7 separate regions of the Mus musculus genome follow, and regions 1, 2, 4, 5, 6 and 7 are each linked to region 3. The links are chromatin contacts, called in public Hi-C and HiChIP or PLAC-seq maps. All regions are on one chromosome and are shown on one strand. Each heading gives the region's core, a stretch centred on a gene start, on an enhancer-like site or on the middle of the called end of the contact. The rest is flanking DNA. Distances are from core to core; before and after follow the strand shown.

What was found. Hi-C and Micro-C count contacts between places; a contact is called where the count stands out from the background. HiChIP or PLAC-seq counts read pairs in DNA pulled down with a chosen protein or histone mark.
Region 1: a contact with region 3 is called in an H3K4me3 HiChIP or PLAC-seq map of forebrain, with 2.9 times the contacts expected there. The contact joins the enhancer-like site here to the promoter of Fst in region 3. A contact is called at or near these places in 12 of 39 promoter capture datasets (the 3T3-L1 cell line, 3T3-L1-derived adipocytes, the SN4741 cell line and 6 more), 7 of 484 Hi-C or Micro-C datasets (the C2C12 cell line, the STO cell line, cortical neurons and 3 more), 13 of 115 datasets of contacts at active chromatin or transcription factors (craniofacial prominence, embryonic basal ganglia, embryonic forebrain and 6 more) and 2 of 9 other capture datasets (adipose tissue and liver).
Region 2: a contact with region 3 is called in a Hi-C map of reprogramming fibroblasts, with 2.6 times the contacts expected there. The contact joins the enhancer-like site here to the promoter of Fst in region 3. A contact is called at or near these places in 1 of 39 promoter capture datasets (the 3T3-L1 cell line), 2 of 484 Hi-C or Micro-C datasets (embryonic fibroblasts and reprogramming fibroblasts), 5 of 115 datasets of contacts at active chromatin or transcription factors (embryonic limb bud, fibro-adipogenic progenitors, forebrain and 2 more) and 3 of 9 other capture datasets (adipose tissue, liver and pancreatic islet).
Region 4: a contact with region 3 is called in an H3K4me3 HiChIP or PLAC-seq map of embryonic limb bud, with 4 times the contacts expected there. The contact joins the enhancer-like site here to the promoter of Fst in region 3. A contact is called at or near these places in 10 of 39 promoter capture datasets (the 3T3-L1 cell line, cranial neural crest, frontonasal cranial neural crest and 5 more), 2 of 484 Hi-C or Micro-C datasets (the MC3T3-E1 cell line and ventricular fibroblasts), 14 of 115 datasets of contacts at active chromatin or transcription factors (bone marrow-derived macrophages, craniofacial prominence, embryonic basal ganglia and 9 more) and 4 of 9 other capture datasets (adipose tissue, embryonic stem cells, liver and 1 more).
Region 5: a Hi-C map of liver shows a contact between it and region 3, with 2.6 times the contacts expected there. The contact joins the enhancer-like site here to the promoter of Fst in region 3. A contact is called at or near these places in 4 of 39 promoter capture datasets (the 3T3-L1 cell line, cranial neural crest, embryonic stem cells and 1 more), 2 of 484 Hi-C or Micro-C datasets (embryonic stem cells and liver), 10 of 115 datasets of contacts at active chromatin or transcription factors (bone marrow-derived macrophages, craniofacial prominence, embryonic forebrain and 5 more) and 3 of 9 other capture datasets (adipose tissue, embryonic stem cells and liver).
Region 6: a contact with region 3 is called in an H3K4me3 HiChIP or PLAC-seq map of neural tube, with 4 times the contacts expected there. The contact joins the enhancer-like site here to the promoter of Fst in region 3. A contact is called at or near these places in 12 of 39 promoter capture datasets (the 3T3-L1 cell line, 3T3-L1-derived adipocytes, cranial neural crest and 7 more), 2 of 484 Hi-C or Micro-C datasets (both in nephron progenitors), 10 of 115 datasets of contacts at active chromatin or transcription factors (embryonic basal ganglia, embryonic forebrain, embryonic hindbrain and 6 more) and 3 of 9 other capture datasets (adipose tissue, embryonic stem cells and liver).
Region 7: a contact with region 3 is called in a FOXA1 HiChIP or PLAC-seq map of pancreatic cancer cells. The contact joins the promoter of Mocs2 here to the promoter of Fst in region 3. A contact is called at or near these places in 5 of 39 promoter capture datasets (hippocampal neurons, liver, second pharyngeal arch cranial neural crest and 1 more), 4 of 484 Hi-C or Micro-C datasets (embryonic stem cells and liver), 12 of 115 datasets of contacts at active chromatin or transcription factors (astrocytes, craniofacial prominence, embryonic basal ganglia and 8 more) and 1 of 9 other capture datasets (adipose tissue).

Annotation. Positions count from the first base shown.
Region 1 is chr13:114,104,829-114,107,842 of GRCm38.p6, reverse strand. All of the region lies in intron 4 of Arl15 (ADP-ribosylation factor-like 15), which reads right to left. Among named protein-coding and RNA genes, the nearest start is that of A430090L17Rik, 45 kb to the left of the region's middle. Within about 2 kb of position 1,497, at least 10 of the 459 cell types and tissues checked have an H3K27ac peak or open chromatin away from gene starts, as enhancers often do. A contact at or near this core is called in cortical neurons and forebrain, where this site is marked.
Region 2 is chr13:114,733,971-114,736,670 of GRCm38.p6, reverse strand. No RefSeq gene overlaps it. Among named protein-coding and RNA genes, the nearest start is that of Gm34790, 83 kb to the left of the region's middle. Within about 2 kb of position 1,425, at least 60 of the 459 cell types and tissues checked have an H3K27ac peak or open chromatin away from gene starts, as enhancers often do. A contact at or near this core is called in embryonic fibroblasts and reprogramming fibroblasts, where this site is marked.
Region 3 is chr13:114,457,534-114,460,233 of GRCm38.p6, reverse strand. Fst (follistatin) reads left to right here and starts at 1,283. Exons shown (of 6, transcript NM_001301373.1): 1 at 1,283-1,732. The coding sequence starts at 1,648. The region is part of intron 1 of Gm41074 (a long non-coding RNA gene); the gene reads right to left.
Region 4 is chr13:114,009,760-114,012,706 of GRCm38.p6, reverse strand. All of the region lies in intron 4 of Arl15 (ADP-ribosylation factor-like 15), which reads right to left. Among named protein-coding and RNA genes, the nearest start is that of A430090L17Rik, 140 kb to the left of the region's middle. Within about 2 kb of position 1,471, at least 47 of the 459 cell types and tissues checked have an H3K27ac peak or open chromatin away from gene starts, as enhancers often do. A contact at or near this core is called in craniofacial prominence and embryonic limb bud, where this site is marked.
Region 5 is chr13:114,033,113-114,035,812 of GRCm38.p6, reverse strand. All of the region lies in intron 4 of Arl15 (ADP-ribosylation factor-like 15), which reads right to left. Among named protein-coding and RNA genes, the nearest start is that of A430090L17Rik, 120 kb to the left of the region's middle. Within about 2 kb of position 1,427, at least 3 of the 459 cell types and tissues checked have an H3K27ac peak or open chromatin away from gene starts, as enhancers often do. A contact at or near this core is called in liver, where this site is marked.
Region 6 is chr13:113,980,281-113,983,019 of GRCm38.p6, reverse strand. All of the region lies in intron 4 of Arl15 (ADP-ribosylation factor-like 15), which reads right to left. Among named protein-coding and RNA genes, the nearest start is that of A430090L17Rik, 170 kb to the left of the region's middle. Within about 2 kb of position 1,324, at least 22 of the 459 cell types and tissues checked have an H3K27ac peak or open chromatin away from gene starts, as enhancers often do. A contact at or near this core is called in nephron progenitors and neural tube, where this site is marked.
Region 7 is chr13:114,816,887-114,819,586 of GRCm38.p6, reverse strand. Mocs2 (molybdenum cofactor synthesis 2) reads right to left here and starts at 1,350. Exons shown (of 6, transcript NM_001113374.1): 1 at 1,264-1,350. It overlaps Gm34790 (a long non-coding RNA gene), which reads left to right and starts at 1,363. Exons shown (of 3, transcript XR_382937.4): 1 at 1,363-1,653.

The DNA of each region.
Region 1 (3,014 bases), core at 248-2,747, 350 kb after region 3:
TGGGAACATACCCATATATCCATTTGTTCATATGTATCCTTCGGCACTTTGGTTTCACAGAACTGAGTCATTGGGACCATTCTGCAGAGCCTGCCACACTCACACTCTGACTCTTCCAGAAGAAGGTTGCAGCCCCTGAGTAGGATCTGAGCTTCTGATAGCATCTGCGGTGCGGAATGTTATCTGGTTGTCACCCGTCATGGACCTGAGGTACGTCAACACTGGATAGAAGATCGTATATTTGGAGACACCCAGTTGTCATGCTACTTGCTTGCATGTTTCCTTTCAATGTCTATATTTATCATCTTGCATACTGGCATAAACATTCTGTGGACTGGCATTGGTCTGCGGACTTTATTTTTAAAAGCACTGATCTAGATAATACCAGAATACCTTCACACACTTTTTTGGAAAACTTCCCTTCTTTCCACATACTTTTGATGTGATGATCACTAAAAATACCAGTAAATAAATACATAGAGACCTGGATAAAATTAGTTTTCACATGGAGGGTTTGCGCTTTGAATGAATGCTTTTAAATTAACCACTGTTTCTCCCTTGCCCACTGCCACATTATATAATGGCTTGCTATTCTCTTAGCTTTGGATAAAAGAAAAAAATATTTCTTTTATATTTTGTACTTTGTGGAATGGTAAACTCAGATTTCATAAACAGAACAATTAGTACAAATGTCTTTTGGACAATCTGTGCTGTGATTTTGGAAACTGTATGCGAAGGAGACTGAAAGGATCGAGTCCTTACATACACAAAAACAGTTTATGTTTAAATTTCTGAAAGGTTGAAAAGATTTCTCCTTATGCTTGCTTTATAATAGCAAAGTCCTTTGGCATGTCGAAGGCCACAAAAGTAATTTTTAGCTTAGGTACAAAACGTGCTTTGGGCCTGTTTTATATGAGACTCTCTAGTTTTAGTGTTGCATTACAGAGAGAGAGAGAAAGAATGTGAAAGGAGAAAAAACCACCTCCATGATTTTTTTTATTGGCTCAAAGTTAGAAGTGATTCATTTTCAAACTTCAATCCCTATCTCTAGGGAATCGCCCTTTTAATTCTACTGCAATTTTTGTTTAAGACATGAAATAATCCCTCCATGTTTTTTAAACACCAAGAAAGATGAAAATCAGTTACCCGTGCCAATGGCTGTTTCATTTGCATTCTATAGGTGTAAAATGAGAAACATCCAAATGAGAAACAGCGTCAGGCTCTCCCAGCATCAGAAGAAGGGGACCTGTGACAAGGGTCGCAAGGTGGACGGAAGCATGGGATAAGAACAAATAATCCCGGGACCTGTTTTATTAGATGACAGCTAGGAAAATGTTCTTTATTTGTTGTTACATAAGAATGCTGTTGCTAGCAAAAGAGGGAGCTTTCCAAGTCGAGGGAATAGAAAACTGCCGTAGCGGGAACCTTTGCAATCCTCTGTCTTGCTGCTCCACTCCACCGCCATAAAGTAGTCAAAACAGTAAGAGCCACTCGTTCAGAACGATGACATAATGTTTATAAATATTTATGTGCGTTCTGAACTCTTCATTACCAGGAGATACAGCTGGGGTATAGAAGAGAAAACTGAGCTCTGATTGGAACCTTCACTGTGCCAATTACAAGGCTCAGCAATCCCCTGAGAGTTACCTACTCAACTGCTCTGAGCAGTCTCTCTTTAAAGTAGAAGACTTTCTAACTACCTCATAGAAATTAAGGAAGGTAATACCCATGTCTTGGAAACAGTAAGAAGCTATAAATATATATGAATGTAAATGTAAGGTGTTCATGTTACTGAATAGGGGAACTTACTATAAACTGCATTATAAAATTTCAGTAAGTAAAGCAAGCCTATTATTTAATAAAACCAACTGAGTTGTATAATTCAATACTTTTTTCAAATATTGCTACTTATGTGACCTCCACATGCATATCTGGTGCCTATGGAGGTCAGAAGAAAGCCCTGGAGGCCCTACAACTGAAGTTACAGATGATTGTGAGCAATCATGTAGATGCTGGGAACTGAACCCAAGGCCCCGGCAAGAGAAATATGGCCTCTTAACTGCCAAGCCATCTCTCCAGTCCCCTGATACTATGACTTTTTGAAATAGAGATTATAAGGAGATAAACTCTCATTAGATAATCTGTTGCACAGAATTTAGAGCGATTGTAGCTGTGGTCAGTTATGGATGGTTAAGGTGCTGTGGGAATGAAGCAATATGGCGATATGACAAGGTGGGGCAAGGGAAGGAGGAAGAGGCAGAAGAACTTTTTTTTCTGGTTTGTTTATATTTGAAAGGAGTCAATAGCCACAAGAACAACCCTATTATTCTAGTTACATTTTCAGGATTTAAGGGGGCAGGAAAGGAGTAACGATCAGTATGGATATAGAATAAATTCTTTGGTCCCTCACAATATTCTAGCCCTGGCTTGTAAAGCTATATAGGTAACATAATATGTAGCAGTGTTAAGCTTTGATGCTGTGGCGAATTCAACATGCTTCACCTGAGAAGTGTTATTATTAGGGGGTGTGACCTTGTTGGCATAGGTATGGCCTCCTTGGAGGAAGTGTGTCACTGTCTGGTGGGCTTTGAGACCCTCCTCCTAGCCATGTGGGAGACAGTCTACTTCTGGCTTCCTTTGGAAGAAGATGTAGAACTCTCAGCTCCTCCCATATCAAGCCTGTCTAGATACTGCCATCCTCCAACCTTGATGATAATGGACTGAACCTGTAAGCCAGCCCCAATGTTGGCCTTATAAGAGTTGCCTTGGTCATGGTGTCTGTTCACAGCAGTAAAACTCTTAAGTAAGACAGAAGTTGGTACCAGGGACTGGGGTATTGCTGTGATACGCCTGACTATGCTTTTATTTGGAGGAATGTGAATTTGGGGACTTTGGAATTGGAAAGCAGTGGAATGTTTTAAGTGGGGCTTACTGGGCCATCCTAGTAGGCATATGGAAGACTTTGTTGCTGAGAGTGATTTGAACCGTTCAGACTTGGCCCAAGAAGTTTCAGT
Region 2 (2,700 bases), core at 176-2,675, 280 kb before region 3:
CTTCTGATATTCAGCTTTCCATTCAGCAAACAATCTTTTCTTCATACCTGTCCACAAGGCCTACCAGAAATAATTTCTTTAAGCTATTAAGGCCAGCAATATACCTTTTATTATTCTACCTCAGGGCTGATGAATTATACACCCCTGTGCCATAACTTCATTTTCAGGGATTGTGATTGTCTATCTCGTCTACAAGGCATCCACTACATAGATGACATTCCAATGAATGGACCCACTGAACAGTAGGAAGCTTTCACTCTGGCCTTGCTGGTTAAGCATTTGCACATCAGAGCATGGGAAATAAATCTAACCCAAAAATTCAACAGCTCTACACATCAGTAAAAATTCTAGGAGTGGAGAATGATAACTCATAATAAAATGTACAAGAGTTCCATTGGTGTGGCGTATGCGAAATGACTCATTGAACTTGGCCCCTTGTCAGAACCACCAACCACTGCCACATTCAATGGGACTACTTGGATTTTGGAAGAAGCACACTTCTCATGTGAGTATGTCTCTGTACCATACGCCAGCTGGCCCAGAGAGCTATCAGTTCTCATTGAGGTTGTGAAAAACAAAAAATTCTGAAACAGGTACGGGTGGCTCTGCACCTCCTCCTTCTAAAGTCAGCAATCTAGCTCTCTGCTCCATTGGAAACATTTTACCTGTGGGGAGTTGAAGGCTTGCTTTCTAGACATGGCCCAGGATTGGCCCTTTCCCTCTTTAAGATCCGTATTCAATAAAAACTGCTGAGAAATTAGGTCAGGGTGATGCAGACGAGGAAAGATGAGTTCCCTGAAGTGAACAAGCACCTGGTGAGGTTCCTTGGACTTTGAGGGACTTTTGAGGGAAAGGAGAGTTTTTTAAAAATCCAGTCTCATGGACGAAGCAGCTACTGAATTCTCTGCCTCTCCAAGATGCAGATGGTCATTGCTGAAATCCCTAGCCCTACTGTGTAGGCCAGTCCAATATGGGTCCTTTTATAGTGAATGTCCATGCTATTGATTTTATTCCTCTAGAGAACCATTCCTAGTACATGGAAGTAGGTGGGTCCTATTTACAAAGTACTTAAGAACTTCAGAGCATTCTAAACTTATTGTTTGAGATAAACTACAACGAAACAGTTACACAGGTTTATAATTAGAAGCAGAGAACAAAATGCAACAGAAGTAGTGGTTGTTTTAAAAGTTCATTTCTAATACAGAGACGACAGGAAGGCCCTGAGGTTTGAGAAGAGGGGAAGCAAATTCTAACTGTTATGTAACAGCACAAACATTTTTCTGTGTCTCATGTCTGCAAAGTGTGAGCTGCCCACTGGAACTGCTGATTACGAAAAGCAATTAGAAGACCTGCCACCGAACATGCCATGGCCACATGACTCACTACAGGAAAAGGTCTTTGTAGGCTTCCTCGCCCAACCCTGACTCATCCGCAATGTATGAGCTCTCTCTCTTTGTGTCAGTGTTCCTGGAAATGAGACATTTTCTCAGCGATTACGTAGAGGAAATTATGGTCATCAATAAATCTTCTTCTCTTTTTATTCCCTCCAAGAACAGTGATTATAGAAGATAGGATCTCAGTTCTCCTAATTTGACTGGAATTTCCCTGAACATAAGATGAGGAAAGACTCAACTACGGTACTGCAGTGGTGGAGTGAGCGGCAAAGTAAGCTATTCTAGTTTAGCGGATGTAATAAAACGAACATGTTTTAAAATGTTGCCCTTTGAGCATGACAAAGCTTAATAGAGGAACAATTTCTATTTGTCATTTGGCTCCCCTATTCCTAAACTATTTTCTAACATCCTTTCAACTTCCCTTACACAACGTGTCCCCATAACAGATCAGCCCACTCATCAACCTCAGGCAAAATTTAAATACGAGCTGCCTCCAAATACCCTATAGCATGCTAGCTTCCATTGGCATTTTTATCTGTACTTAATTAATACTGCCTTTTCTTTTCTCCTGCTCATTCATAAATGACACACACTATGAATTCTAGCCATATGAACGAAAGGATGTTTATAGTGAACAAAAGTGTTTCCCATTATACTCTGTCAATATTTAAAATGTTTCGAGAACAAAGGTGAAGGCGTAGTCTAAACTGACTCACTATTTTAAAATTTTGAGATCTTTTAACAAAGAACAGACTGTAGAGCAATGGAAATCCATAAGAACTTTGGACCGCTAAGGTAACATGTTTAAAGGAATGTGTGGGGAAGGACTTCTATTGGAGAGTAATAGAACTTGTTAAGAGATTCTTTTCAAAACTATTAGAGGCACTGGAATTAGAAAAGGAAACTCATGAAATCCATATTTAGTGATGTGCAAGGACCTGAGGGCTCAAGATCAGGACGTAAGGTATATACTATATGGCTTAAATTCATAGTCTAAGGTTTTACTCTGCTTTTGAGTTTTAAACTTGATTTTAAATCTATGTTGGGGGCTACTTTAAATGACTATATACATTTTGAACTTATTAATATCCAGGTTATGTTTAAAATAAACTTTTAGAAAGCATAATAATACTTCACATTGTAACATAATTTTGATTCATGAGTACACATTTAGAGTTTATACAACAGGAAGCATCTCCATGTAAAAGACATTTGCAGAGACAGTCCATGCACTGAGAAACAATTTTGAAATAAAATAACATATTTATTACTTAAGAAAACTCTGTATCATAGATTTCAAGTGAAG
Region 3 (2,700 bases), core at 34-2,533:
GATTAGCACTATCTCCTGCAGTTGGTGGAAAAAAATCTGTTATCACTGAGTTATTTGCAGTTGTGGAGGGGGTAGGAGGAGGGTGATGGAAGATGGGGGTGGGAGGATGAGAGGAGGACCGGGGGGGGGGGGCGCTAGGGCTGGGGCTAGAGAAGAAGGGCGAATTTGAAATCCGTAAGAGCAAATCCCAATGACCTGGGAATGTCCAAGAATTTTGTCTGTTTTGTTCGCTGTTTGTTGTCGTTCGGGCTTCAGAAGCGAAAAGAATAGAAATTTAAAAGGCAGCTTTGAAATAAACAATATAGCCTTTTCCGTGAAGTAATCGTTTTATATAAAAGGAAATATCGCCTCCTCAGTTTCATTCAGCCGTGCCAGAAAATGTTATAAATGAGAAGACCCGCCAACTTTCGGCGAAGAATGCCAGGCATTGCACTCAATAAACTGAGGCTGCAGAAGTTCATTATCATGGTGCAATCTTTTTTTTAAATAAGAGAGAGAGAGAGAGAGAGAGAGAGGAGTCGGGACAGAAACTGGGGCGTCTCGGAGCGGGGGAGGAGGGGGGCAGACCGCCTACGTCGGCGCCCCCGCTCGGGGCTGCGACTCCAGACGCGACGAAGTGAAAGGGGAGAAAAGAAAGGGAGAGGGCGAGACTGCCGGGGGCGGCCGGCTCCGAGGTGTTAAACATTTTTGTTTGCTTCTGACTTGTGGAGCCCGAGGGCCGCGTCTCCGCAGCGCTCGGCCCGGGTGGAAGGTGCCCGGGGGTCGGGGTTCTTAGCAACCTACTCCAGGCTGGGGGGGGAGGGGGCGCGGGAGGGAGTGGGAGGCGGGGGAGCTGGCAGGGTGGCCGCAAAGTAAGACACGTAAGAGACCTCGGGACACAAAACGTCTCCGGGACCCCGCGCCAAGGCTCTGCAGGGAGGCTCCTGAAACTGCTCCCCCGGGCATTGAAGCAGCTCAGGGATCCTGCGGCGGGTTGCAGAAGTCTCATCCCGGAGCCCTGGAGCAGAGGTGCTGGGGACCCATTCCCGGGGTCCTCCGGGGTCCCCGCGCTCCGCCGGCCGCCTCCTCCAGCGCCCTCACTCACACGCGCACACGCACACACGCGCGCACACACACACTCGCACGCCACCCCGGGCGCGCCGGCTCCGAGCGGCGGCGTGCAGGACTGAAGTGGATGTTCCTCCCCACCCCCGACGCGTCGCCCCCAGCCCCCGCCCCTGCCTCCTTCCCCCCTCCCCTCCCGCTCCTACGCAAATAAGAACTCGGCGATTCCCCTCCTGCCGCTTTGATTTCGGGCACCTCCGACAGATAATTGGGAAGGGTTTCCAGAAGGTGGGAAATGTCACCTGATTCACACTGAACTTTTAAAAGCTCCCCACCCCCAAAGAGCCGGCACACCCTCGGTCGCGGCCGCCCTCCCACAGCCCCACACACTGGGAGACCGCCCACCGCAAACCTCGGAGACCCCCGTCTAGATTTAAAGCGCGGCTGCGCCCGGCTTCTGACGTCCATTGAATCGCGCGGGCGGCCGGTGGCGAGCGCGGGGCTGCGCCGGGATCGCTGCGCCCTCCGCCGCTCGCCTCTGCGACGCGCGCCGCTCGCCCGAGCCACCCGCCGCCGCGCTCCTCGCCCCGCGCCTGCCCCAGGATGGTCTGCGCCAGGCACCAGCCCGGCGGGCTCTGCCTCCTGCTGCTGCTACTCTGCCAGTTCATGGAGGACCGCAGCGCCCAGGGTGAGTGGAAGGGATGCGCCCAGAGGCTCGGCTGGGGCAGGGGTTCTACTTTTCTGCTGTCTCCACTTGGTCTGTTCTGACCTACGCTGCTCTCGGAAGATGTTGGAACCACCCGGCTACTCCTGTAGAACGGAACGGGAGGGAAAGACTGAAGGCAGTGACACTTTAGGATAGAGAGCGGAGTTTAGAGCCAGGTTACCCTCAAAAAGGAAAGGGCTTGAGTGGAGGAGCTGGAGCCTCAGTAGTTAGGGGTAGATGCTCCAAGTTCTGGTCCTAATGACTTTAGATGTTATCTCCCCTGGCTGGCTCGGGAGAAGGGCGAGCATCCGTAGCCTGGAGATTACAGTCGACCTACTAGCAATCTATCCATCTTCCTTCCATATCTTTTGGAGACTCTTTAAAAAAAAAATGACGGGGTGGGGGATGGGAGATACCGAATTTTCTTGGGTGGCCGGGGGACGTGGTTTCAGAAACTTTGCCCAAACTTGGAAATGTGGGTACTGAAATTTTTAGAGGGAGGTAGTTTTACGCTTAGCGGATGCTCCTTCTGCCTCTTTCCCCCAAGCCCCGCGAAAAAGAAGAAAGACAAACCAAATTATTAGCCCGAAGTGTTTTAAGTACTTTACAGTTTTCTCCACTTTGCCTCATTCCTGTTAACTTCTGTGAACCAAGCAGCCCACAAGCTATTTAGACTCCGACCTGGATTAAAGAGCAAATTTCTGAAGTTTATCTTCTAAAATTAAAAATGAATTGATTTTATTACAATTAGTCTCCAGGCTGGATTTCTTTTTTAAAAATAGTGGTAACCCCGCAGCTTCACGACAATTACTCTCGAGTCACTTTGGTGATTCATGAGACGTCTGCTTGCCCAAAGTCCGAACACATTAAATAGGGACAGAGAAAGAAACTATTTGTAAAGAGGTTCTTGGGAGACATAAGGTAGGTATGTGTGACCCGGTAGACGCCTC
Region 4 (2,947 bases), core at 222-2,721, 450 kb after region 3:
GAGCTTGACTTTCCCAAAAGACAAGAGAACCACTTTTTAAAGGCTCCCGAATTTCAGAAGTGGAAAGTTAGCGTCAGTCAGAAGTAGGAGTGGATCTTACACACACTAGAGAAATAATACAGACTCTAGAGGGAGAACCAGGGCAGGTGACAGTCATGGCCTTCCCCATCTGCCTCCCTATGGATCTCAGTCTGCCCTGCATGAGTCTCCTGGAGCAGACCCCATGGAGACAGACATCTTCTCTGGAGTTCCTAGAAACCTATGCACCATTTGCCCTTAAAACCAAAGCCCAGTAAGGCCAGCAACTATTGAAACGTGGCAACACGGTCGGCAGAGGGCTGGGCAGTGGTTTAAAGTGAGTATACTGTAATCTATCTGTCTGTAGAATGCAAGAAAGGATTAGGATGGTCTAGAAAAGCAGACAAGTTTTGGTAATGGTTGCTTTTATGACAAGAATGGAACAGCAGAGCTATTAAAAAATGGACGTCATGTGAATATAATCCATCTCATAAAATACTGGAAATAAACTGCCTCACTGTGTCCTTTCTTAAAGGATCTATGCCAGTTATTTGGCTCCTTGTATTGAGTCACAAGTCTCCCCACAGTGTGTATGGTACAGAATTTAGAGCAATTTACTTGGGGTTATGGCAATTTAGGGCTTGTCCTTACTTCAACCCAAATAACAAAAAAAGTAACGTTACTTTTCAAGCTATTTCATCAAACAAATAAAGGCTAAAACCACAGCATTTGGGACTTGGATGAGAGTGACTATCAGGTTTTACAACTGGTACCTTCAGTCAGGTTCTAGATCAGGAAAAAAAATTGAACAAGAAAATGAATACAAAATAAGGGGAGTTAACAGAGGAAAGGAGCTGGCTTCAGAAATGAGAATGGGAAAGGACACATTCCTTCCCCGGGATATGAACAGAAACAGCTGGAAGGGAACACGGAGGCCAGAGGAGCAGAGGCTGGAGATGGTGAGGCCCAGCACCTCGGGAATCAGCTCCCTGAGCTAGTTTCTCTCAAGTACCTCGCCTTGCCTGGTAGATGTCTAGTTGGGCAGCCCTCTCTCCTTCGTGCTCCTAGGTACCAGTCGAAGCATTCTGCATAACTGCAAAAGGAAATTCCCCATACACAAAGTCTTAGATGCTAGGAGTAATAATAATATAAAAAAAAATAATACACTAAGCTAAAAACTAAACTGCTGATAATAAACATGGTTCCTTGTCGGGGGTTCCTGGGGTGCAGTGTGTCAGTGAGTGCAACTGGCAACATCTTCCAGGGGCAGGGAGAGGTTGGCGTTTCTGTGGCTTGACAGACATTCCCTAGGAAATAGGAGGATTTTGTAGTTGGGTTCCACAGCGTTGCCAAACTGTTGGGAAATGCACAGCAGACCTGGAGAACACAATGAGGTCCCTGTGTTCACTAGACCCTCCCTCTGGAGCATCAAGCAGCAGCCCTGCCCCAGGAGGCTGAGAGGTCACCGACTGGGAAGGGATGCAGCTTTCTCACTGGGTACAATCGGACCAGAGAGGAGCCAATCCTGGACAGAACTGCTTTTTCTCCCGTTTCTGGTGTGGAGGGGCGCTGATGTGTAATGACAGACTCCAAACTCAGTACCGTGAACTCACGTCTCCCGATGTTTCTCTTGCGACTGTCGAAACGAGTTAGAACAACTCATTATTTTCTTCACCCAAAGGGCTTGCCTGCTACTTCTTGTTTTTATCTCAATTAATTTCATATCTGCTGGACTAACACAAATTACCACTTCCCTGTCTTGCACTTTTGATTTAAAAATAAAGCTAATCTGGGAGGTGTTTAAAGCTTTATTAATATTTATATGGCCATTAGAGGTGGCTATGATGCTAACAAGCTTCTTTTTAAATTAGCATTTCTCCCTCCACTGCGCTCCTCTGGGCTGGGACATTCCTGTTCTGACCGCACCATTTTTAACATTTTTCTTAGGGCACCAGCGGAATCTCGGAGGGTCACAGAGAAGCTGGTTTGGGTTTTCCCACCATTTATCTTGCCCACTCTGCGGAATGAGTCAGGCTTGTATAATACATTTCTTTTTCTCGAGCTCTGTCAGAAGAAATTCAGAGGTAGCATTCTGACTCACAAATGCAGACATACTATGTGACGATCATATACTAGTCTGGCCGATTTACTGGGGCCGATGTGGGCAGTATTCCCCTATTGCTATAAACAAGAAGAAAACTGAAGACAATCACCATTGGTTTATCATAAAGGGAGCTATTTCTATTATGTTCGGTTGTGGCTTTTTTGCCACAAGAGTATATGTTCACCTGGTATCTTTCACGTATGGCCTAAAGCCATGCTGGTCACCCTCCAGCTACTAGTCAGATCCAACTTTTGAGCACTTAAAAAAGCATCAGAGAGCGTCTCGGAGCCTTAAACAGAGAGAAAGAGCAAAGACAGCAGTTTCTAACTATGTTAATGTCAGTGTTACAGGATTTATAATGCCAAGTTAAAGTACAATTAACGAGTTATTTAAATAATAAATAACTAAACGAGTTTCACTTCTGCTTCTTATTTTCATGTGATTATTAGAATAATGATGAACAGTATGGCTCCCGTTTGGGTGCCTGCATAATATTTGGACAGCTCTGGGTAAGACGAACAAGGAATATGAGTCAGAGTTTTAGGAGCCAGCATTAGTGAGACGCTTGCTCTGCTGGATGCTCTGCCTGCATGACTTCCAGCATCACAGCAAGGCTCACAGGCTACACCTCCGCCTTTTGATAGGCGTAAGCGTGCTTTTAGTGTAAGTGTTGACCTGACTTCAAAAGCTGCCTGTGATACGAACAAGTCCATGTCTGCATGAATCCAAAGCCTGAATGGTTTCTCCTGTACTGAGGTGACGATGATGGCACTCAAGGCCCAGGAGGTAAAGGAGGCTCAGCTCTCTGTGAGCCAAGGAGACCTG
Region 5 (2,700 bases), core at 178-2,677, 420 kb after region 3:
CAAGGCAAGTGTGTGCAAGACACCCAGGATCTCAATAGAGTTTCAAACCCCAAAAAACGGCATGCTAGGCAAAGCTCAGCTCCGACTACAGAGGGAAAATCAAGCCAGGAGGGTGTCACTTTTATAGAGTTACAAGGGAGAAGCCAACTGGGAAGCCACTTTGAGAGACAAATAACAGATACAGAGACAGCTTTGATCTATAGCTGGGGCTGCCTCTCCTCAAGTGACGCCCATGTACACAAAGTGACAGGTGAGCTCTCCGAAACCAGGAGGGCAGAGTCCGAGACCAGGGCGAGGAGACAGGACCCGTCTTAGCCTATCAAAGGGCTAAACCACCACCGAGACACTTGTGATAAAGTGGCTTTGTGTCACAGAAGGGGTTTTCCAATATCGTGAGCCATTTACTCAAGTGGACATTTAAGACTATCAAGCCTAAAATTAATATCTGTGAGAGACTCCTATGCACCACTAGGAAAAGATAACCTGAGGTTCAGACCCCTAAGAGGGTACCATCAAGTTCCTGGAACCACGGCTCGAATGTCATGTTGGCCACGCAGTCGGAACAGATGAATAGACACACTCTGTTTCATGATGAAATGACTCTAGAGAACACTGGAGAGAAAACACCCATGCTTTATCTCATGCAGGGTGCTGAAGATAGAGTGCACAGCCATGGGAGGAAAGAGGGCTGTACATTTGTCTCAGGTGACATTTGACAAGCTCTCGGGGCAACGCTCAGAGGACAGGCCTGGGGATGATTGCTTTGGGGATACTATCCACGCAAGGAAGTAATGATATTGTTATGGACATCTTACTGAGAGGGGTATAACTTAAAGGCTCACATGAATGTGGCCCAGTAATTAAAAACCAGTTCCATAGGTGACACTCTTCACAGAGGTAGCATTTGGGATTGCTATGGCTGCTAAGAAAAAAGAAAATATTTTCAGGTTTGGCAAAACTATAATAAAGTGTTTTTCCAGTAAATGACCACCGATATGCCTTCCGTACCCACAACACACACACACACACACACACACACACACACACACACACATGATCGGTGCAACCAACGACAAGGTAAATTATACCAGAAAGGGAAAAACAAATTCTGTCAAACAGCCAATTCAATTCCTGGGTGATATTATTTATTCTTCTCTCATATATTACATCCTGACTGCAGTTTCCCCTCCCCCACTCCTCCTAGCTGCTCCTCCCACCCCACGCCCAACTCTCCCTGAGACCCACTCATTACAAAGGCTTCCTTGGTGACACAGAAACTTTTAAGATGCCTTTCTGTTTCCTTTTAAAGTCTAATGACATATTTGTTTAACAAATAAATCCTCCTTCCTCTCTCTCTCTTTTGGCACATCTATTTTGTGGGTATACTAAGGGCCAGGTATGATGACACTCTAAAAAAATAGCAAACGAGCCAAGATGGAACTGTTTAAGTTTGGGAATCATTACTGCTTTCCCCAGAATAAACTTTTCAAAAGGTGGTAACTTTTCCGTTATTTGTTTTGTTTGTAGAAGATCGAACTCTCTTTCCTGTGTGGAGAAACTCAGCTGAAGTGGAAAATCTGCCTAATGTTTTACTTGTTTAACTGATTTGTATTCATATTAGAGAGAAACTGAATCTACAGAAGCATCCAATAAGCAATTACGGCGATGTTTCTCTTAGCAATGTATTTCTGGGAGCTGTGGAAAGCTTGTTAACAGGGCAGACATAACTGTGAGAACAGCACCCTAAACACTAAACTAAAACGCATTTTACCCGAGTGAAGGTGGTGAAGGTGGAGCATTCCTTTCCAGGTTTGCTCGCTTTACTGTTCTCTCAGATTCTTTTCACAAAGGCAAAGGAATCTCCAAGGAGTCCTAAAGCTAGGGGTCAGAGCCTAGGATTGGGACACTCAGGAACTGAGGCAGGAGGACAGCAAAGTTGAGAGGAGCCTGTGTTAAACAGCAACTCTGTGTAAAGTAAAAAAAAAAAAAACAACAACAACAGAAAGGTATTTTGTTTTCACTAAAAATGGTATATGAACCAGTTTTATTGGTGATGAATTTGACTCCCATAATGCCTAGAAGCTAAATGAGAGTACTGTAAGTATGGCTTGCTAAGGTAAACTAATGGTAGATAAGTAAAGTGTCCCCACAAAAGGCCTAATAGTCTTACCAACTAATGCCAGTGGTATGACCCTTACCATTGACACCAGAACAAGAGGACACAGCGACAAGCTGCTTAAAGGGGAGATGCCCTCTTCTAAATACAAAGGAGGGAAAAAAGCATCCATTTTCTTTTGAAAGCAAATGATGGTCATCATGAAATGAAAAGTATAAATATTCTAGAAATAAGTCAACTCTGCATGCAGACCTAATAACTCTTTAAAGACCCCCCCCCCCAAAAAAAAATTGAACCATTTGGTAGACATGAAACACTATAAAAGTTAACTTACAAGGAAGTTCTTTCTGAATGATTTAATCTAAAACACTGACACTGTAACAAGTTTGGGCACATGTAACCCTTTAAAAATATAACTTCTAGTTGAGAATGTATAGAAGCAAAGTATACTAAATGAAAGAGGTCTCATCAATGAAACTATCAGTTAGTTAAGAAGGTTTTAGGCATGGAGACATCGAGTCCTGTGCTTGGCAGAGCTGAGCCAGTGCGTTACAGAATCAGCCTCTGGTTTTGCTAAATTCACA
Region 6 (2,739 bases), core at 75-2,574, 480 kb after region 3:
TAAAAACACCAAAAAGCAAGCTTAAAAACCTGAACCAAGGCATATTTTTTTTTTATCTTTGAGGAGGCCTCTTTTTTTCAAAACTTATAGATAAGGAGGCATAGGGACAAACAGGGAAAGCTTCAATAGATAAGTTTTCTGTGGATTGGGACCTACCTGGCATATGTTTATCCACTCAACAGCATTCTCTCTAAGATAGCCAAAACCTCCAAATCAAGGCTGGAAGGGCACCCTCATGGCACAAAGGAAATATTTTCTCTTCTATACATTACAGCCCTCACACAAGCATTAACCACAGAGCTTGATATAATGACCATACCGGTCAGTGACATACTATTTCTCTTAGCATCTATATTTCACACACACAATGTCTTACATCTCTTACACATAAATGTGTGTGTGTGTATATATATATGTATATATATATATATATATATATATATATATATATATATTACATATTGAATTCAAACAAAAGCCTATACTGCCAGATACTCTTTAATCCCAGTGGGAGAGGGATTTTATTGTCTAGTAATTCACATATAATTCACACTGAGTTAATAATAGCATTATCAGCAACTGTAAGGATTTCTCTTTCATAGTATAAAGAAATTCCAAGGCCCCTCTGGATATGAAGAGAGACTAGGCTTAGATGTAAGGTCACTGTCAGGGCCATAATTGTAGAAATGAGATGAGTATCTCTTAACTAATCTATTGTCTTTAACCTAAAAGGAGTAAACAACTACAAGATAGAAAACACTTCGGGTGGAACTGGAGGGAGGGGAATTTTACTTCCCAATTAGATTTTTATTAATTATATTCTAAAAGGAAGTCAAACAAGCCACACACACACCCTTCTGTGCAGATGGGAGCAGTTAGGAGCTGCCTCTGGTCGTGGAGCTAGAAGCCCCTAGATATATTTTTAGACCATTTCCAAATAGGAATGGCGGGCTCCTCATTAATGTTGAGCAGAGAGTGCAGCAACCATGTGTGGTTTGGTTTCTTTCACATCCAAGCTCGCTTCAAGACAGGCCAGGCATGGCAGGATGCTTTAAAACTTGCAGCAGTAAACGACTGGAAGGTCCCGTAATTATTTTATAAACAGATGCGAGATAGGAGCAAGTGACAGTCCTCTTTGCTGTGATTCAGAGGTGACTGAAAACCAACTTGGGAATTAATGGAATTAATTTGGAACTTCAGAGATCTGAAAGCTTTCTAATACCGGGGATTTCAACTTTGCAATTTCAGGACAACCCTGCTGCTGGCCTTTCTTGACCTGTTGTGAAGTAAATCAGGCACACTAATGTGGGCTAACAAGTCTTTTTCACACTGTTCCATCAGCCTGCCTCCCCTTTCTCCCCAGACATGCCTTTCTGCCGCACTCTGTCTAGCCACCCCTCGTCAAAGCACACAAAATGGCCACTGTAGCGCCGCATTACTGCTCATTAGGTCACAGGGTAGTCAAGTGGAACTGCCCGGGGTTCCCAAAGGAGAGCTATACTTCAAAACTCTGTCCATGTCAAATAAAGAAGAAGAAGAAAAAAAAAAAAAAAAAAAAAAAAAAAAAACCCGAGCGTGGGGTCAGCCAGATCAATGATCAAAAGAAACCGAGAATGAAGGAGATAAAAAGCACGGCCTCGTTTTTGTTAAACACACACAGGTCTGATTTATTAGCAGGGATATAGAGATAGGATGAGCTCTCTCTCCCCCTCTCTCTCTCTCTCTCTCTCTCTCTCTCACACACTGTGTGTTTCGGGTTTTTAACAAAGTAATTTGCTTTAATCAGGTCCCGTCGGCTGTTAAAACTTCAGACTTTAAAAAAATTCTATGACCCATTCTTGAAATTTCCCTAAAAGAAAGTACACTCCAGGAAATCCAGTTTTTAGGAGGACGATTACAGGGTTCCAAGAAAACACTTGAAAAGCAATAAAAGTAATAGGGAGTAATCCACCTTTAATGCTGGGGGAGATTCTATTTAAATCCGAAAGACCCGGTGCCACATACACTCTAAAATAATCCCAGCCACCTCTTGGGCCTTCAAAGGCTGAAACAAGCAGGCTGTCAATCACAGGCCCTGAAAGGCCAATTTCTGGGCTGCTGGGAGGCCACCAACCTCTGCAGGTGGCCCACACCTCTCCCATCACCATCATTCCATGCCCTCTCAGAGGAGCACATTTCACACATGCATTTACAGTTTTTGAGGGAAGATAATTTAACCGTGCTGCACACACGGCCCGGTGAAATTGAGCAGAACGACCTGTCTGCAGCAGAATTTACAATTCGTTTTCTCAAACGAAAAGTCACAAGATTTTGTTTCTCTAAGTTTCTTCCTCAGAGAAGAGTATATTTTAGTACCTAATGGCGAAAGAGAGAGAAACGTTTTGACAAGAACGCTATCAATGTATGTCAGAGTGAAAGTAACACAAATACGCATAGTGTACACTTGACAAAAATTACAAGTTGTATAAAGTTTTCTGTGCTCTTCTGCTCTTTGCTGAACTACTTTCCTGCCTGTGTTTGGAATGCAGTCTTTAGGAATACTCCAGAGGCTATGTATGGAGTGTGCCTAACTTGGACATCCTCCTGTTTGACTCTCGTGAGCCTGAGGAGCACCCCCCACCCCCCGCGGCAGACCCCAGTCCTCACTCCCTCAACTGAACATCCTAGGGCCTCAAAAGTAGCCTGTCAGGAGTGAGGAAGACAGCAAGGGGCAGGCGACGCTCGAAATCCTTCATTAAG
Region 7 (2,700 bases), core at 101-2,600, 360 kb before region 3:
TTAAATTTTCAAGAATTTTAAAAGAACTAGTACTCTTGTGTGAGAACACACATACGCACACTCACACGTAATTTACACATTTTAGAAACCTTTACATGTTCATCATATGCACTCTATAACGTTAGCTACCCAGGATGGAGACTCTCTAGCTCCTTCCACAGCTCTGACGCTTTGATTTCCTGTGGCACAGAAATGGTCTCCGAGCGAACTCCGGCTATTTCAGCACTTTTTGCAAAATACAACACGTCAATCTGAAAGGAGAGAGGATAGTCTAAATAACCCGCACCAAGAAGGCTCCTCGCTCCCCAAATGCAATGGCTCACAAAACTTCAGTATTGGCCTGGTGGTGGTGACACATGTCTTTAAACCCAGAACTGGGGAGGCAGAAGCAGTCAGATCTATGTGAGTTCAAGACAAGCCTGGTCTACCAGAGTGTAGTTCTGGAGAGCCAGGACTACACAGAGAAACCCTGTCTCGAAAAACATAAACAAACAAACAAAACACTTCCATATATCTATAGATTCATATTTGAGACAAACGCTTTAAAATCACTTCTGATTTCTGCCTACTGTTCAGACCTCTCACAATCTCAAGCTTGTGTGGCAGCATTAAAATCCTACTAAATTTCCTTAGAAAACATGCTAAGTCTGACTTGACACGGAATCGATTCTTCCATCAGCCGCGAAGCAGAGACAGAGGTCTGAGTCAGGGGGTGGATTACACAAGTAAATTAAATAACCCAGTCAGCAAAGGCCTAGCTTTCATTTCACAGTGGTCAAATGACCTTTGATTCCGTCCTACATTACGATTGAGTTACAAAACACAGAACATTTGACATGCAGCAAAGCAAATGGGCTTGAATTACAGGATCAACTGGTAGTTTCTAGGCCAAACCCGTGTAATCAGCCTGGGAACTAAGGGACCTGACTGTGCACAAGGTCTCACCTGTCACTCAGTACAACTCGGTCTCTCCACAATAATCACGGCTGCTGCAAACTATCCTGAGCCTGTCAATCATTGGGTGATGCGCATTTCCTCACAATAATTCCTAACTAGGAGCGTTTTAATTTTAAAAAGTGTCAAAATAAATCATCCGGAATGGTAGGGAAAAAAACCGTCTAGGTAATCGGTCGTGAAGGCCATGACCTGGACACCAGAGTTCGGGGACAGAACTTGACATTCAGCGAGCAGCAGGCGCAAGACCCGGAACCCGGGAGGAGTTAGAGAGGAAGGGGCGCCCCAGCCGCGCGAACCAACTCTTACCTGGCACCTAGGAACCATCCCGCTACACACCGCGAAGCCAGTTCTCCAACCCCTAGAGGCGCCGGTGACTCAGAGCGCATGCGCAGCCGGATGCTCCACCTTCTGGGTGGTGCTCAACCCCGGGCGTGTGGACACTGCGCCTGCGTACACTTCGCTCCGCCCCGCCACGCCTCCTGCACCCACAAAAGTTTACTCTGCTTTTGGATCCCAGTGCTGCGACCTCTTGTGTGACCCGGCAGGGTGGCCTTCCCCAGGCTAACCTATGCGGCCCCTCCATCCAGTGTGGGATCCGGGTTCTTATTCGCAGCGTGGAGACGGTATCTGACTGTCACTTCAGTGTTTTAGGCGCTCAGGAGTTTCTGAGCCAGCGACCCCATCCAGACTTCCTAGGTACACATCTCTGCCTTAGTTGTCGCGTGGGTACGTGGATTTAAGTGGCCCTCGCTGGGCGCTCAGTCCGGGTTAACCGTAACTGTGTTCCAACTGTAATCTTAGTAAAAACCTTACCTTTCAGTTGAGAGTGGCGGGGGGCGTGGCTGGGTCACCTGCTGTAGGAAGTCTCACCGAGGAGATTCTTGTGCCAAATACATTTGCCAAAATAGTAACAAATACGGAAGGAAAGGACATTTCACGTTCTGTGTCAAGCTATGGGAACGTAAAAATTGGGTAATAAATTTCCAGAAGGAAAATAGTTGGCAAGATGGGTGTACTCAGTTCAAGGAAGAAATAGAAATGCAGAAGGGGAAGGGTGGGCAGAGGGGAGTAATAAGCCCGATTATGATTTGCATCAACATTTATTTTGATAAGGTTGCTAAACATTAAGGTTAAATATTTATGTCCACATGCTGTTAGGTAAACGAGGAAACTGACAGTCACTCTGGGCTCCTGGGTCGTTTCCAGTGACAGCAATGAGCAATATCTTCAATAGGCTAAGAAACAATGCATAGTTCAATGTGGTTTTGCAAACAAACTGGTGCATATAAAGGCTAGAGCCTATCATTCCTGCTTGGGGGCGGAGAGGGCAGGTGGGACCTCAAAAATTGCCTAAGAGCTCTTCCTAAAAACTTCCTTTGGTGGACTCAGAGATGAGACAGGGTTAAGCCTGTGCTAGGCTGCTCTGCCAGAGGACGCAGGTTCAATTCCCAGCATCCACATAGGCGGTGCTCAGACACTCATACAGGCAAAACACCCACACACATAAGAAATAAAATCTTAACAAGGACAAAGACAAAGCTCAATAATGTTTTACTCTATTCAAATATTAAAAATCCAATTATGAGACCATGACATCAGGATAATGCCATTCATTTTGAAAATATCCTCTTTATTCTACAAGATTCTTAGGGCTGAGATGTTGCTTAGTGTAAAGTCACAATCCACAGCACTGAACAGTAAAAATTTTTAAAATTCTTTTACAAGTTAAAAGAAATAATGTTT